5 separate regions of the Mus musculus genome follow, and all the other regions are linked to region 4. Evidence: chromatin contacts called from public ChIA-PET and promoter capture Hi-C data. All regions are on one chromosome and are shown on one strand. The core of a region is the stretch at or near the end of the contact, and the rest is flanking DNA. Distances in the headings are between cores, read along the strand shown.

Region 1 (2,700 bases), core at 109-2,608, 500 kb before region 4:
ACTAGGGTGGGCAACTTTCAAATTCCAAAAGCCTCTTGGGAAGTATAAACTTTGTCGGATCTTCCTTCTCCTAGGTGATCAGTCTCTGTCCACTTCTCTCTGCCCAGGATAGCTCTGTTCAGGCCACAGGGTTCACTGGCTGCTGAGAGTTTGTGCCAAGCAGGTGCCCTTGGCTGCGGGGCGGGGTGGGCCCAGGGCACTGACCCTCTGACCAGCTGCTCCATCAACTCTCTGGCACCATGACAGCTTCTAGCCTACTCTAACAGCCAGGGTGACAGGCCAAATGAGTTGGAGACTGAAACTAGGGCCAGAGGGAGGTGGGAACGTTAGCCTAACCGGAGGCCGTGGGGAGGGGCCAAGAGTTGGCCAGGAGGTGGGGAGAGAGGGAGCCCAGCGATGACTAACCCAGGCGCCCCACCCAGCCAGCCGGCTTCCCAGGCAGTCAGGCCAAGCCCGGGCTAGGGGCCTCTCTACCGGACATACTAGGGGGGAGGTGCAAAGGTGACCTTCTCTCTGTCCAAGACAGCCAGTTAGGCTGGGAGGGGGGGTGCGGGTAGAGTTTCCAGGCACTCCTCCTGTCCGCCCCCCCAACCTCCGCCCAACCCGCGGTGAAACCCTAACCTTTGGGTTGCATAAGGCCTCCGCACCGCCGCCCCCTACTCCTTTCCCCTCCCCCCTTACATAACATCCCCGGGAGGGAACGAGAGGAGGGGCCGGACCGCCCAGCGACCCCTTCCCTGCCAGGGACTTGAACTGGCCCTGACCCAGTCAGCGCCGGTAGAGGCAATGCACCTCCGCACCCCTCGCTCGTCCAGATCCTCCCTAGGCTAAATGGTCAGCTCGGGCATCCTCAAACCAAAGGGCGTCGGGGTTAGACGCCCCCGGCCCTCTGGCCTCTCATATTCCTCCCCAGTTACTTCTCCAAACCTTCTGCCACGACTCCTGTCCGGGACTCTCTCTTTAAACGTCCAGACACACTACTCGGGAGAGTCCAGGCTCCTCTCCCAAGAGCGCCCCTGTCCCCGCCGCCCCCTCTCCCCTCCCCCAGAAGGGCAGGGTGTGGCCGTCAGGACCCTACTTTCCCCATCACCCGGTTACCGCGGTTCCCCCCGGGATGACCGGGTCCCCAGATCACACCCACCTGATGCTGGGTGCGGGGGTTGCTGTGGACAGAGGAGCAAAATCACTGCGACCTGTCCGCACGGCCGACCGCTCTGTCTCTTCCCAGCGCCCAGCACACACCGGCTCCAGTCTCCGATCAGCTGGCGGCGTCGTGACGCACGAGCTGCGAATGAACCACCCAGGGCCAATCACCGCCCATTGCTGGGCAACGTGACCACACCCACTCGGGGGCGCCAGCACCTCTGCTTACTCCCGCCCATTCAGGCGTCTGGGCTCTGATTGGCAAGGAGGCCACCCCCTTGCCTGGAGGAGCTTCTCTAAGCCACGCCTACCAACTAACCAACTGGCCAATGGCTGAAAAGGTGTGGCTAACCCTCGGCCTAGGCGACTTGCTTAGACCAGCTTTACGTCAAACTACAGTTTAAAGAGCAGAAGGAAGTATAGGCGTGTATTTTTGCAGTGCATTCCGGTCAATGAAGTTCTTACGGTGACACTCAGCTTCCCAGAATGCAGCGCGCTCTGTGAGTTGGCATTTTTAAACTGATCTCTGACTCGGTCGCGGGGAAGTCCTTAAAGGGCTACAGCCCCTCCTTCTTGGAACTTCTTTTAGCCTCAAAACTGATTCACAGGAGGCCTGAGCTAAGCGAAGGTGGAGCACGCGAAGCAACAGGAGTGAGTAGAACTAAAGATGGAAGCCAGCCACCGATGCAGCAGAACACCCGAAGTCTTTTTTTTTTTCCACAAATAGGACTTTTTTTTTTTCGGGGTATAGGGACCACTGTCACTCGCACGGCCCCAGTCTTCACTGGAGAGCTAGCTCGAGGTCTTCGGGGTATAGGGACAAATGTCACCCGCACAGGCCCAATCTTCACTGGAGGTCTAGTCTATCCCTCGTGGGTTTAGTGAAATCTTTTCTAGTGAATGTCTCGTCTTAGTCGCTGAAGAGCCCACGGCTTCTCAAGGGGCACGTTCTTAACAAAGGATTCGCCCTCACTTTTAGAGAGGAAGCGTCTTTTTAAAAATTAGGGGAAGATCTTTACCAAAGTAGTATCAACCAGAAACCCGGTTCTAAGATTAACACCCATTCAGTCCCGCCCTCCGAAACGCTTCTCTGACTCAGGCCTACTTAGGGAAGTGATTTCAAAGGTGGAGACCAATGAAGAGGCGGCTCCTTCCCTAGGGGCCAATCAGAGTCTGAAAGGCGGGGGATGGGCAAAAACCGAAATGAACCCAATGACTTGGCAAAAGCTGCTGAATTGCTTATTTAAAGGGACAAGACTGGGACCACCTCTTCACTCCCTCCCCACCCCCAAAGAGAAACTTGTGGCCTGGGGTTCTTGACTTTTGAGTCATTTCTAAGAGCATCTAAGCTTTCTAAGTGAGAGCATCTGAGACAAAGAAATGAGAGGGAAGCCTGAGATAGCCGCTTCTGTGTTAAATTAAGTATGGGCTCCACTAAGGTGACTGCTGGGCTTGCTTCAAATCCTGAGTTCAACGTTCAGAATATTGTGTCTTTAAGGAGACTTCCTGCCTTCCGCCCCAGTAACAGCTGATTGTTCGACCCCAGGGGACGAATCA
Region 2 (2,721 bases), core at 102-2,601, 290 kb before region 4:
TGGGGGAGGGGACAAATAAATAAATGGTGGCTACTTTGTGTGCTTAACTTTATGTGGGAAAAGACACAGGGACAGACCAACCCTGTTTTTGTTTGTTTGTTTGTTTGTTTGTTTTTGGTTTGGTGTGGTTTTTTTTCCGTTTGTTATAAGAGACAGGTATCATCCCTGCTCACATCTTACTGGTTAATATCACGCATGTGGCCCTGCATGGCATCGTGGGACAGGGGTGACTCCTCTTATGGGGAAGGAGGGAGGAAGGAGTGTCTGTGTACACCAAAACCACCCTCCCACAGGAAGCTCTGACATTAAGTGGCTGGACAAACAGGAAGGACCTTGTGGGGGTGGGGGGGTCAAGGGCAGCTATTTCCTTCTGTTTTTAGCTTTTTAAAATTATAGTTTTTATCTTGAATCACTGCACGGTAATTGTACATATTTATGGGGTACAGCCTGACATTTCAAAAACATGTATACAATGTGCGGTGATCAGATCAGAGCAATTAGCATACCCATCGCCTTGAATGTTTATCATTTCTTTGTGTTGGGATTGGGAACATCTAAAATCCTCTCTACTAGCTATTTTGAAATTTACAATTAATTGACAACTGCAGCTACCCTACTGGGCAGTAGAGCATTGTAAGTTACCCCTTCCCAGCCAAGCTGGGGCACCCATTACCCATGCTCTCTGTCTCTCAACACCTTCCCAGTGTTTGTTTTTTGAGATGGAAGATATTGAGCCTGTTCGCATGCCAACAAGCAGGATTCAGGAGGAGAGGAACTGTCAGAGAGAAACTGAGACAGCCTGAAAGGGCAGCGAATAGAGGGAGATCTGAGGCATACCTGCTCCCAGTAATGGGGGACCATGACACCTACAGGGACGACATTACAGTGAGCACTGGCAAGTTCTACTTTCCCCAGGAAGCAGGGGACCCTCCACTGAGGTTGGAGGAAGAGACGAGGGTGGGAGGCAAAAGAGAGAAAGACACAGACATCTGGCGGTGTGGGCGAGCAAGCTAGTCTTCGAGGGCCCTCTGCAGGAGGGTGGAACCTATCAGGAGCTCCAGCCAGCCTGGTCTTGGGACTTTCTCCAGTGATGTCAGCTATTGGGTGTGGCAAGAGGCAGGGAAGGGACACCCAGGGGTGGGGTTTCCAGTGAGTGTGCATCGTAAATTTGAAAGTATTTGCAAACATGCCTTTCTAATCCCATCGCCCATCCTCGGTCCCAAAGCTTCCTGCCTCTTGTTGGACTCTTGGTGCTCTGCCTCCTGTTCTAGGACGAATGATAGCTGGGTTCGTCAGGCCTCAGTCCTCATGCCTGTATCCTTTGATTCCCACACAGTCTCTGTGCAGCCCTTGGAGCCCAGAGGAGCACTTTGGGTACTCAGCTTCCGGCTCCTCCCCGTCCCTGCTGGCCCAAGAGGGTCACCAGGGTCCCTCAGCTGACCATCTTGAGACCCCAGGCCTGGGAGGCCTGACCCAGATTACATTTAGCCTGGGCTTCCCGGGTGGTCTCTCAGCTTTCTTTTTACCGATTCAATTTTCCTTCAAAGTCATCTGTCACTATTTACTTTCATTTTAAAATAATACTTGCCAGTTGTGGGGTAATGTAGAAAGTATGGAAGTAAAATGGAAGGGGGAAAAAAAATCACTACATCGCCATTACCCTTGACAACCGTTGGCAGGTCCTTGCTGAACCTTCAATAGTTCCTTCGTTTATATAGAGCTGTATAAAATTTAAATAAAATTTTTATTTAAAGAAATAAAGTTGAGATCGTGTTATATATGCAGCCCTCTACTTCCACCCAGCTGTGCAGCTCTGTACTGAGGATCCTGAGGGAGCCCTGTGGGCGCAGTGGTCCCTGCCACAGGGCAGTGGGGAAATCAGCTCTCATCAATCAGCCAGGGCCAGTTACCCAAGCATGAATAGAAGGGAGAGCGAAGGAGTAACAGGCAAGATTCCCGGAGACTGAGATGATCCCACCTTACGCATACATTATAATTTATTTATCTCGGGGCTGGTGAGATGGCTCAGTGGGTAAGAGCACCCGACTGCTCTTCCGAAGGTCCGAAGTTCAAATCCCAGCAACCACATGGTGGCTCACAACCATCTGTAATGAGATCTGACTCCCTCTTCTGGGGGGTCTGAAGACAGCTACAGTGTGCATTACATGTAATAAATAAATAAATAAATCTTTAAAAAAAAAATAATTTATTTATCTCTAAGGCCATTTAGGTCTCTCTTTCTTTTTTTATTGTTATGAATCATGGCTGTGCTGAGCATGTGGTACAAGACCTCGAATCCTAGCAGCTGTAGACAGAGGCAGGAGGATCTTTACTTTGAGGGGAGTCAGGGCTTCATAGTAAATTCAAGCATGAGCTACACACCCTGTCTCAAAACAAAATAAAATGAAACAAAGCCCCCCAAATCCATGGGACGGCCTGGAGATAAGGCTCAGCTATTAAGAGCACCTGCTGCTCTTTTAGAAGTCCTAGGTTCAAGTCCCAGCTCACAACCCTCTGTCACTCCAGTTCCAGGGGATCTGATACCCTCTTCTGGACTCTAAGGGCACCATGCATCCACATGGTGCACACACATACATACAGGTAAAAGACCCATAAACAAAAAAATAAGAAACATTTAAACTAGCTGGGTTGTGGTGGTACATGCTTTAATCCCAGCACTTTAGAGGCAGAGGCACACGGTTCTCTGAGTTCAAGGCCAGC
Region 3 (2,719 bases), core at 200-2,699, 460 kb before region 4:
GAACCCAGGTCCTTGAACTTGCATGCTGGTACTTTATCTACTGTGCTATCTCCCCAGCCCTACAAGTTTTATTTTAAAGTGGGCCAGGCTTCAGGTTCTCAGACCACAGTTCAGGTCTGGCAAGCCCTTTTGTGTTGCCCTTCCCACTCCCCACCTCCCAGCACACAGGTTGTGGAGTCAGAGAGCACACACTCATTCTGACCTCAGACTCATGGCCCCAGGGACTAGAGGACCAACCCAACCAGGAGGTGATGTACTCACTGTGCCTCCCTACTGGTCCTTGTATTCTAACCCAGGGCTCCCCAGTCCCGGACAGCACGGGCGAGCCCGTGGAGGAGGAGGACCCCTTCTTCAAGGTCCCTGTGAACAAGCTGGCAGCAGCTGTCTCCAACTTCGGCTACGATCTGTACCGCCTGAGATCCAGTGCCAGCCCAACGGGCAACGTCCTGCTGTCTCCACTCAGCGTGGCCACGGCCCTCTCTGCCCTTTCTCTGGGTGAGTGTCAACTGAAGAAGGCTGCAGGTGGACCTGAATTTCCCCCACTCAGAGTTTCCATGCTGCCGCCGTCAGAGGAACAGGAAAGGGGCGGTGGGGGCCACACACACAATCCCTACCACTTTGTAAGTGGCACTCGACCTTGGTTCCTTAAGTGGCCTCCTATCGTGTTTTAGTCATTTAACCAGGTTCTAGGGGTACAGCTGCCGTGAGCAGAGCTGGCTCCTCCTCAGAACAGGGTAGGTTACGATGGGAGAACTTCAGGACCACATCCCACTCTTCTCTCTGTAGCTCTGATAACCTTGCCCTGTCTTAGAGCTCTTCCTAGCAAGGCGGTCATTATTTCTTTCCACGCCCTGAAGATCTTGTCCAGCTAAAACATCTGCAATATCGGCCTCCTCGGGCTCTCAGAGGACAAAAGGATTGATGTCTAACGTCCCTATCCTGATGCGGGCCTCACGGGCAGTTATGAAGCTTGGCATCCTTTTCTCTCTGGCAGGAGCTGAACATCGAACAGAGTCTGTCATTCACCGGGCTCTCTACTACGACCTGATCACCAACCCTGACATCCACAGCACCTACAAGGAGCTCCTTGCCTCTGTTACTGCCCCTGAGAAGAACCTCAAGAGTGCTTCCAGAATTGTGTTTGAGAGGAGTCAGTAGCCCCACCCCCACCCCACCTCTCAAAGTCTATAGAGTCTCAGCTGGTCCCCCAACTCATAAAGCTGCCTCTGCTTCTGAAGGGCAGGCACGCCCCATTATGCCTGGCGTGAAGTTGCTTCATTGGCCTGGGTTGTCTGTATGCTTCCATGATGTCTAAACAATAGGCTGTGTGTGCTCAGGCGAGGCCTGGCACTGGTGGGCAGGAAAGAGCCAGTGAGACCACAGAGGAACAGAAAGAGGAAGTGGGCTCTGGGAGACAGCAGGAGGGCCTGGGACGGGGAATGCAAACGGTGGAATCCACTGTTCCCTAGCCAGGGTCTGGGCAAGCCGGCAGATGCCCCAGCAAGTCAAAGGAAGATGCTGAGCAGGAAGCTGGGGTCTGGCATGCTTTCAAAGTGAGGGTGCTGATTCAGCTCTCATCTTTGATCTGTTTCCTCTCAAGAACTTCGAGTCAAATCCAGCTTTGTTGCCCCTCTGGAGAAGTCCTATGGGACCAGGCCCCGGATCCTCACGGGCAACCCTCGAGTAGACCTTCAGGAGATTAACAACTGGGTGCAGGCCCAGATGAAAGGGAAGATTGCCCGGTCCACGAGGGAAATGCCCAGTGCCCTCAGCATCCTTCTCCTTGGCGTGGCTTACTTCAAGGGTGAGGGCTTCCCCACTTGTCTCTGGCCGAGTGTGTGTGTGTGTGTGTGTGTGTGTGTGTGGTGATGGTGGTGAACCTGAATGCAGGTACCAGGCCAGAGGGAGATCTGAAGGCCACAGTGCTTGTAGCATATGAGCATATCAGACCAAGTGTTTCTGAATTAGTTGACCAGTGAAATGGCTGCGTGGGGCTGGGCACAGATCTCTGGCTTTTTGAATCAGACCAGGTTTAATCCTGGCTCTGCCCCCATGAGCCCGTGTCCTCATCTTCACGGTAAGGATAACACAGCTCCCTCCCAGACACTCTACAATACATGCTGTCCTGCTCTCAGAGCAGCCCCCAACTCCTGGAGTCGCACCCCTGCTCAAGAACTGCTGTCAACTTCCTTCTAGACAGTGGTAAGGCCTCAGGAGACCCTTCCACAGGCCTCCCCTGAGATCTGTTTTATTCTTGTGGCAGGAATGGTTTGATTAATTTCCATTTTACGTTGCTTTGTGACCATCTTATGGAGTAGTAGCAAGAGTGGATCCTAACTTAGAGGAAAGCCCTGGGGCTTCCTACTCCAAGTCCCCAGGGGACAGGAGAGCAGGCACGTACCACACACCAGCATATTAAAGGCCACTTTAAACAGAAGGAGCGTGGTGATCCAAGTCAGAGAGAGAACACCCACTTATTTCTGAGTTTACTACAGGAGGATAGCCAGAACCCGTGGTGCATGGAGCCTATGGTCTGTGCCACACATGCTGGGACCCAGCGGCTCCTGTGTTCTTGCTGCTGACAGCTCAGGTTGCTTTGGCCAGTGGACGCACAGCGTGGACCTGTGGCCTTTCTGGGGACAGTGGCTCAGGATGCTCCATCTGTTTCCTTCCAGGGCAGTGGGTAACCAAGTTTGACTCGAGAAAGACGACCCTCCAG
Region 4 (2,700 bases), core at 35-2,534:
ACCCAAATTTGGTTCCCAGCACCCATATTTGGCAGTTAATAACTTCCTACACCTCCAGTTCCAGGATCGTTGATACCTCTTGGCCTCGCCAGCATCTGGACTCATCGTGTGTGTGTGTGTGTGTGTGTGTGTGTGTGTGTGTGTACATATATGTATATATATACATATATATATATATATATATATATATATCCATACCCATATATGCACAACTACAAATAATTTTTTTAAATCTCTAAAAATACTTTTTAAATAACAAAAGTTTAAATACCTAAGAATTGGGGCTGGGAAGACAGGTTAGCAGACAAAGGCTTGCCCTAAGCCTGACAACCTGAGTTCAATCCCTGGGACCCACGTGACAAAAAGAGAGACCAACTCCCAGAAGATGTTCTTGGACCTCCATAGGCACGCGAGCACACACACACACGAAATGGAAAAATAAAAAAGTAATTTAAATTAAGACCCCAAAATTTAAAAATGTGTTTGATTTGTAACCAAATTGTTCTCTGATTACTTTCTCTTCCTCTGAACATTTTAGCTGCTTCATGTTTTCTTCTGAATGCTTTTTTTTTCTTTTATTCTTTTTTTTTTTTTTTTTGGTTTTCGAGACAGGGTTTCTCTATGTAGCCCTGGCTGTCCTGGAACTCACTCTGTAGACCAGGCTGGCCTCGAACTTAGAAATCCGCCTGCCTCTGCCTCCCGAGTGCTGGGATTAAAGGCGTGCGTACCACCCGGCCTGAATGCTAACTTTTAAGCACATTACTGGAAAAGCGCACCACCTCACTCCTTCCTCCTTCAGGATGTATTGTTTATACTTGTTCTGTATGTTACTCAAGTGACTTCTCTTTACAATTACTGTCATTACTATTTCTAAAATGTCTAAATTAAACCAAAGCTTGGAAATTCTGACTGGTATCTGGGTCCGACTTTCCGGATGGTAACTGAAGGTCATGTGGGGTGGAAAGTGGCCTGTGGGTAACAGAACACACACATGCACGCGAACAGGATATGTTGGTAATCTGGCTTCCTGAGACCTAGTAAGTTGTGAGAGTTCTCACCATTACCCTTGGAGAAGATGAAAAAACTAAAGTTGGAAAATGCTGGATTTTTAAAATGTCCCCTCTTAGCATTCTATCTAGTGGTGTCTGGGAAGGGGCACATTTGCCTCCTACACCATTTTACTTGTCTAAAAGTACAAAACAAGCGAATGAACGGAAGCTTCTTCATAGCGTGGAAGCTGGTGTTTGTGGCACAGCTTATGTCACGTCTCAAGCCCAGAAACACGAAGAGTGTGGTTTTGGTGTTTAACCAGCCTCTACTGCACCCTGGCACTGTTTCTTCCCCAGAGAACTTTAGAGGAAAAAAACCAACCTCCTATCTTAAAACCAAAGGCCAGGATAAAAATAAAGCCCTGAAGTGGTTTGGTGACCGAGGTCATAAGGGCTGCCACAGGTCTGAAGGTAGGGCCAGTATGCTCTGAGAAACTTCACTGCAGTCAACCACAGAAACAAAGACCTCAGCCCCACAGTCCAACAGTCTAGGAGGCTGCCTTTAGGCCTGATTTGTTAGGAGCTGCTCCACACAAAGCAGTTTATATCCTTTGAAAACCTCCAATCCTGCTTATAACTTTAACAGCAGTCTAGCTGAACTGTTCCTAGAGCCTATGAAAAGCAGAGCCAACCTGCAGCCTTGTCCTATAGGAAGGAGGCTGCCATGAACTCTCGCAGGCTTATTGCCTAATCTCCACTCATGAAGCAACTTTAAAACTTGATTCTGAGGTGAAGGAGTAGAACATGAGGTTCACACTACAAACTAGAAAAGTGAAATGGGAACTGACATGAAATCAACTCACGGCAACCCTGATGAAAATAAAACAAAACAAACAAAAGGACCAAAGCCAACCAAACATGCAATCCTTACACCCAGGAAACCAACAATTCGTCTTTCTCTACCAGGATCACATAATTACAGAGCAACAAAGAAACTGGGTTATCAGACATGAAACATCTGCTTACTAGCAAACCCAGAGATGAAATTTTTCTCTAACATTCTACACTGTCCAGAGGAAATGAGGGTAAACACTGGTTCTGCTCCTTCATCCTGACAGGAGTTCTGAAACTGCAAACTTAATTTACCATGATCTATGCCCAACAACTAGAATGCACTCCAAAATGTACCATATGACCTGATGTACCATATGACCAGGCTTCAAACCTAAGGCTCTGACCTATAGTTGTCCTGGGTGGCTGGGAGGGGGAGGGCAATGCCTGTGTGCCACCCACACAGCAGCTTTCTTTAACATTATGGCAGTGGCAGCAGCGGCAGCAGCAGTTTAGCACACAACTGTACAAGGGACACTGAAAAGTGAGAGAAATGATGGGTCTGAAGAAAAAATGTCATCTGTATAATTTTTTAAAAATTTAAAAACAAGAAAATTCAGCCAGGCATGGTGGCCCACACCTTTAATCCCAGCATTTGGGAGGCAGAGGATTTCTGAGTTCGAGGCCAGCCTGGTCTACAGAGTGAGTTCCAGGACGGCCAGGGCTACACAGAGAAACCCTGTCTCAAAAAACAAAAAAGAGAAAGAAAGAAAGAAAGAAAGAAAGAAAGAAAGAAAGAAAGAAAGAAAGAAAGAAAGAGAGAAAGAGAGAAAGAAAGAAAGAAAATAAATTCAGAACTCTGTACTATGGCTGGTTCTTT
Region 5 (2,700 bases), core at 106-2,605, 480 kb before region 4:
TCACTGTATATGTCACTGTGCCTGGCTTATGGCTTGGCTTGGCTTTTTTTCAGATGGTCTCAAGTGCCTCAGGTTGGCCTTGATCTTGGGATGACCTTCCTGCTTGAAACAGAGTAGTGGGCTTATAGGCATGACCCACCAGGTCCAATTTTTATTTTTTAAAGGCATTGATTTTTATACGTGTATGGTTGTTTTGCCCACTTGTACATATGCACACCATACTTGTGTCTGGTCCCTGCGGAGGTCAGAAGAGGGCATCGGGATCACCTGGAACCGAAGTTAATGAATGGTTATGAGCCACATCTCGATGCTGAAGATTGAACCTGGATCCTTTGCAAGAGCAGCCAGTGTTCTTACCCACTGAGCCATCTCTAAGCCCCACACCCAGCTTCTTTTGATACAAGGTCTGGTAGCTCAAACTTGATATGCAGCCGAGGAGGTTGACCTGGTATTCCCTACCTACCCTCTTCTCTCTACCTTCCAAGTGCTGATATTATACATAGGCATGGATAGTCATGCCCACCAGTTTGCCTTGATGGCACCAGAGTCAGGAAAGTCCAAACCTGGTAGTTGCAAACACAGCAAGAGGGTAGAGGCAGCCATTGTCCTCTGGCTGCCTTGGATACAGAGCTTCTGGGTTGGGTGGCCTTGGGTCAGTTTTCCGAATGGTTCACCCTTGGGGAAAGGGAACACTGCTGAAGAGGTGGGACCCTGGGAGGGCCGGCCTCCAGCTGGGTCTCTCCAGCCCTCGCCTTGGAACCTAGGCTGGAGGGAGCCAACCAGGATCCTGGACTTGCTACAGTTAGGTGAACAGGCTCCTGCAGCCTCCCCTTCCCTTGGGTAGCTGTGGTGGTGGTGGTGGTGGTGGTGGTGGTGGTGGTGGTGGTGGTGGTGGTGGTGGTAGTGGTGGTGGTGGTGGTGGTGGTGGTGGTGGTGGTGGTGGTGGTGGTAGTGGTGGTGGTGGTGGTGGTGGTGGTGGTGGTGGTGGTGGGACTTTGGCTGTGACTCTGGAGCCCACTCTGCGCCCTTACACAGGCCACACAGCCTCTCTGAGCCTCACTGACTGTGGATAATCCCCTATGTTGAGGGATCATTAGAAGGCTTGCCAGGCCCAACCTCCTCACTTATCTGCTCCTGTAAACCCCTTCTCCAGGCTCAGGCAGGGTTCTGGGTAGCCTTGATGGGAAAGGGTCTTCTGGCCCCCATATCAATGTTTAACCGGATGTACAGGTCAATATTTACCAGCACTGAACACAAGCTGAACGGGGGTTGGCTGAGAGCAAAGGTCCTGTGGGAGGAGAGAGCTAGGCCCTGCTGGCTGCACTGGGGGAGCGTGGGGAGCAAGCTGGTCCAGGAGAACACCGTGTGCTGCGTGTGCTGCGCTAAGAAGCCTGAAGAGGTAGGATGGAGGGGTGGTGCAGCCTGCTGCTTGGGCAGCAGAGGAAGTAGACAGCTGGCACCTTGGCAAGGGGTCTGGATGAATTTATTCAGGGAGCCTGCAGCTTCACAGCGTCCTGGGGTGGTGAGGAGCAGAGGTCCAGGCAGCTCCAGGAGAAACCTCTAGAACTCCAAAACCTGGAGGCCTACTCTTGGCGAGAAAAATCATATATCCAGATTGGAGATGAGGCCCTGGCTGAAGGTTCTTGAACACAGTTGTGGAGGTCTAGGGATAACAGAAGGACCTTTTAGAAGAGCTGGTGCCTGAAATAAGGCCTGGGTAGGGGGCTGAGGATGGAAAGGAAGGCTCTCTAGGCTGAGAGCCTCCCCCCTTCCGCCAGCTGGGCTTCCCCGAAGCACCCTGGATCAGAACTTGGAGCAGAAGTGGGATGAGGCTTGTAGTTCCCGTAAGTCCAAAGGTGTCTGGGCCAGTCATTCATTGGTCAACAAAGAAGTTTCTGGCTGCCCTGCCAGCCCAGATTAGCTCTCAGAGCCTTTGGGTAGGACCAGGGCAGCCTGAGAAAGGCTGGATGAAATGAACAACAGGTCAGGTGGCTTTGCTAGGGTGGGGGCCAGGCATCATGCTCAGTATTTACAGAGATTCTTATTTGGGTCCTCAACATCTACATGGGAGCAGGAAGAACTTCTGCCATGAATTACCAAGACAGGGTAAAGCCAAAGGCATGAAGGGAGATGCGCAAGGTCCTCTTGCAAGATGAGGGCTTTAAATTTGAACCCAGGACTGATCCACAGTGTAAGACGAAAAGAATGAAGACTAAATGTACAGGTGAAAAAAAAAGCTTATGGAAATCCCACCTCTCAGAGTGAGTGAGGTCCACAGCTGCTATGTTTTGAGTCCAGGTTCCGCAGCCTGGTGCGGTCAAGGAACCCATGGATAGCAGTCTACTGCTTGGCCTTCGAGCGTGAGGTAGGAACTAACACTCCCTGTTCTGGATACAGGAACATGGCACTGCTCCGGGGGCTCCTCGTACTCAGCTTGTCCTGCCTGCAAGGTCCCTGTTTCACGGTGAGGCAGAGCTGAGGTCTGAGTGGGAAGTGGTCAGTCAGGCTGAAGGAGATGCTGGGGGGCGGGGGCAAATCTGGGAGAGGCCAGAAGGGTGGAGAGGGAGGAACGCTGAGTTCTCTGTTCTCCCTTTTCTCAACAGTTCTCTCCGGTGAGCGCCGTGGATCTCCCGGGCCAGCAGGTACTCAAAAGTGAGAGGTTTAGGGGGAAGAGCCAAAGGGACTCACCTATGTCTTGGC

The links. Promoter capture Hi-C pulls out the DNA fragments that hold promoters and counts their contacts. ChIA-PET counts read pairs in DNA pulled down with a chosen protein or histone mark.
Region 1: a contact with region 4 is called in an RNA polymerase II ChIA-PET map of memory CD8 T cells, with 69 read pairs. The contact joins the promoter of Mir22hg here to the enhancer-like site in region 4. A contact is called at or near these places in 3 of 39 promoter capture datasets (the 3T3-L1 cell line, cranial neural crest and second pharyngeal arch cranial neural crest) and 9 of 115 datasets of contacts at active chromatin or transcription factors (bone marrow-derived macrophages, embryonic basal ganglia, embryonic forebrain and 4 more).
Region 2: an RNA polymerase II ChIA-PET map of memory CD8 T cells shows a contact between it and region 4, with 10 read pairs. The contact joins two enhancer-like sites. A contact is called at or near these places in 1 of 484 Hi-C or Micro-C datasets (cortical glia) and 2 of 115 datasets of contacts at active chromatin or transcription factors (embryonic stem cells and memory CD8 T cells).
Region 3: a contact with region 4 is called in a promoter capture Hi-C map of pre-B cells, with 2.3 times the contacts expected there. The contact joins two enhancer-like sites. A contact is called at or near these places in 9 of 39 promoter capture datasets (the HPC-7 cell line, embryonic stem cells, hematopoietic stem and progenitor cells and 4 more), 2 of 484 Hi-C or Micro-C datasets (the G1E-ER4 cell line and embryonic stem cells), 1 of 115 datasets of contacts at active chromatin or transcription factors (T-cell acute lymphoblastic leukemia) and 1 of 9 other capture datasets (adipose tissue).
Region 5: a contact with region 4 is called in a promoter capture Hi-C map of hematopoietic stem and progenitor cells, with 2.7 times the contacts expected there. The contact joins the promoter of Serpinf2 here to the enhancer-like site in region 4. A contact is called at or near these places in 16 of 39 promoter capture datasets (the C10 cell line, the HPC-7 cell line, HPC-7-derived erythroid cells and 10 more).

The regions. Positions count from the first base shown.
Region 1 is chr11:75,460,197-75,462,896 of GRCm38.p6, reverse strand. It overlaps Mir22hg (Mir22 host gene (non-protein coding)), which reads right to left and starts at 1,358. Exons shown (of 3, transcript NR_030711.1): 1 at 1,142-1,358.
Region 2 is chr11:75,253,096-75,255,816 of GRCm38.p6, reverse strand. All of the region lies in intron 1 of Rtn4rl1 (reticulon 4 receptor-like 1), which reads right to left. It overlaps Gm35117 (a long non-coding RNA gene), which reads left to right. Exons shown (of 4, transcript XR_001780267.2): 3 at 1,226-1,314; 4 at 1,680-1,753. Among named protein-coding and RNA genes, the nearest start is that of Gm35169, 8.1 kb to the right of the region's middle. Within about 2 kb of position 1,351, at least 102 of the 459 cell types and tissues checked have an H3K27ac peak or open chromatin away from gene starts, as enhancers often do. A contact at or near this core is called in memory CD8 T cells, where this site is marked.
Region 3 is chr11:75,414,006-75,416,724 of GRCm38.p6, reverse strand. It overlaps Serpinf1 (serine (or cysteine) peptidase inhibitor, clade F, member 1), which reads left to right. Exons shown (of 8, transcript NM_011340.3): 3 at 297-495; 4 at 995-1,150; 5 at 1,601-1,804; 6 at 2,676-2,719. Among named protein-coding and RNA genes, the nearest start is that of Serpinf1, 7.3 kb to the left of the region's middle. Within about 2 kb of position 1,449, at least 120 of the 459 cell types and tissues checked have an H3K27ac peak or open chromatin away from gene starts, as enhancers often do. A contact at or near this core is called in T-cell acute lymphoblastic leukemia, hematopoietic stem and progenitor cells and pre-B cells, where this site is marked.
Region 4 is chr11:74,958,740-74,961,439 of GRCm38.p6, reverse strand. The region is part of intron 8 of Smg6 (Smg-6 homolog, nonsense mediated mRNA decay factor (C. elegans)); the gene reads right to left. Among named protein-coding and RNA genes, the nearest start is that of Srr, 34 kb to the right of the region's middle. Within about 2 kb of position 1,284, at least 73 of the 459 cell types and tissues checked have an H3K27ac peak or open chromatin away from gene starts, as enhancers often do. A contact at or near this core is called in T-cell acute lymphoblastic leukemia, hematopoietic stem and progenitor cells, memory CD8 T cells and 1 more, where this site is marked.
Region 5 is chr11:75,438,156-75,440,855 of GRCm38.p6, reverse strand. Serpinf2 (serine (or cysteine) peptidase inhibitor, clade F, member 2) reads left to right here and starts at 1,355. Exons shown (of 10, transcript NM_008878.2): 1 at 1,355-1,399; 2 at 2,398-2,464; 3 at 2,604-2,642. The coding sequence starts at 2,402. It overlaps Gm35391 (a long non-coding RNA gene), which reads right to left. Exons shown (of 2, transcript XR_388849.3): 1 at 2,689-2,700; 2 at 1,466-1,663.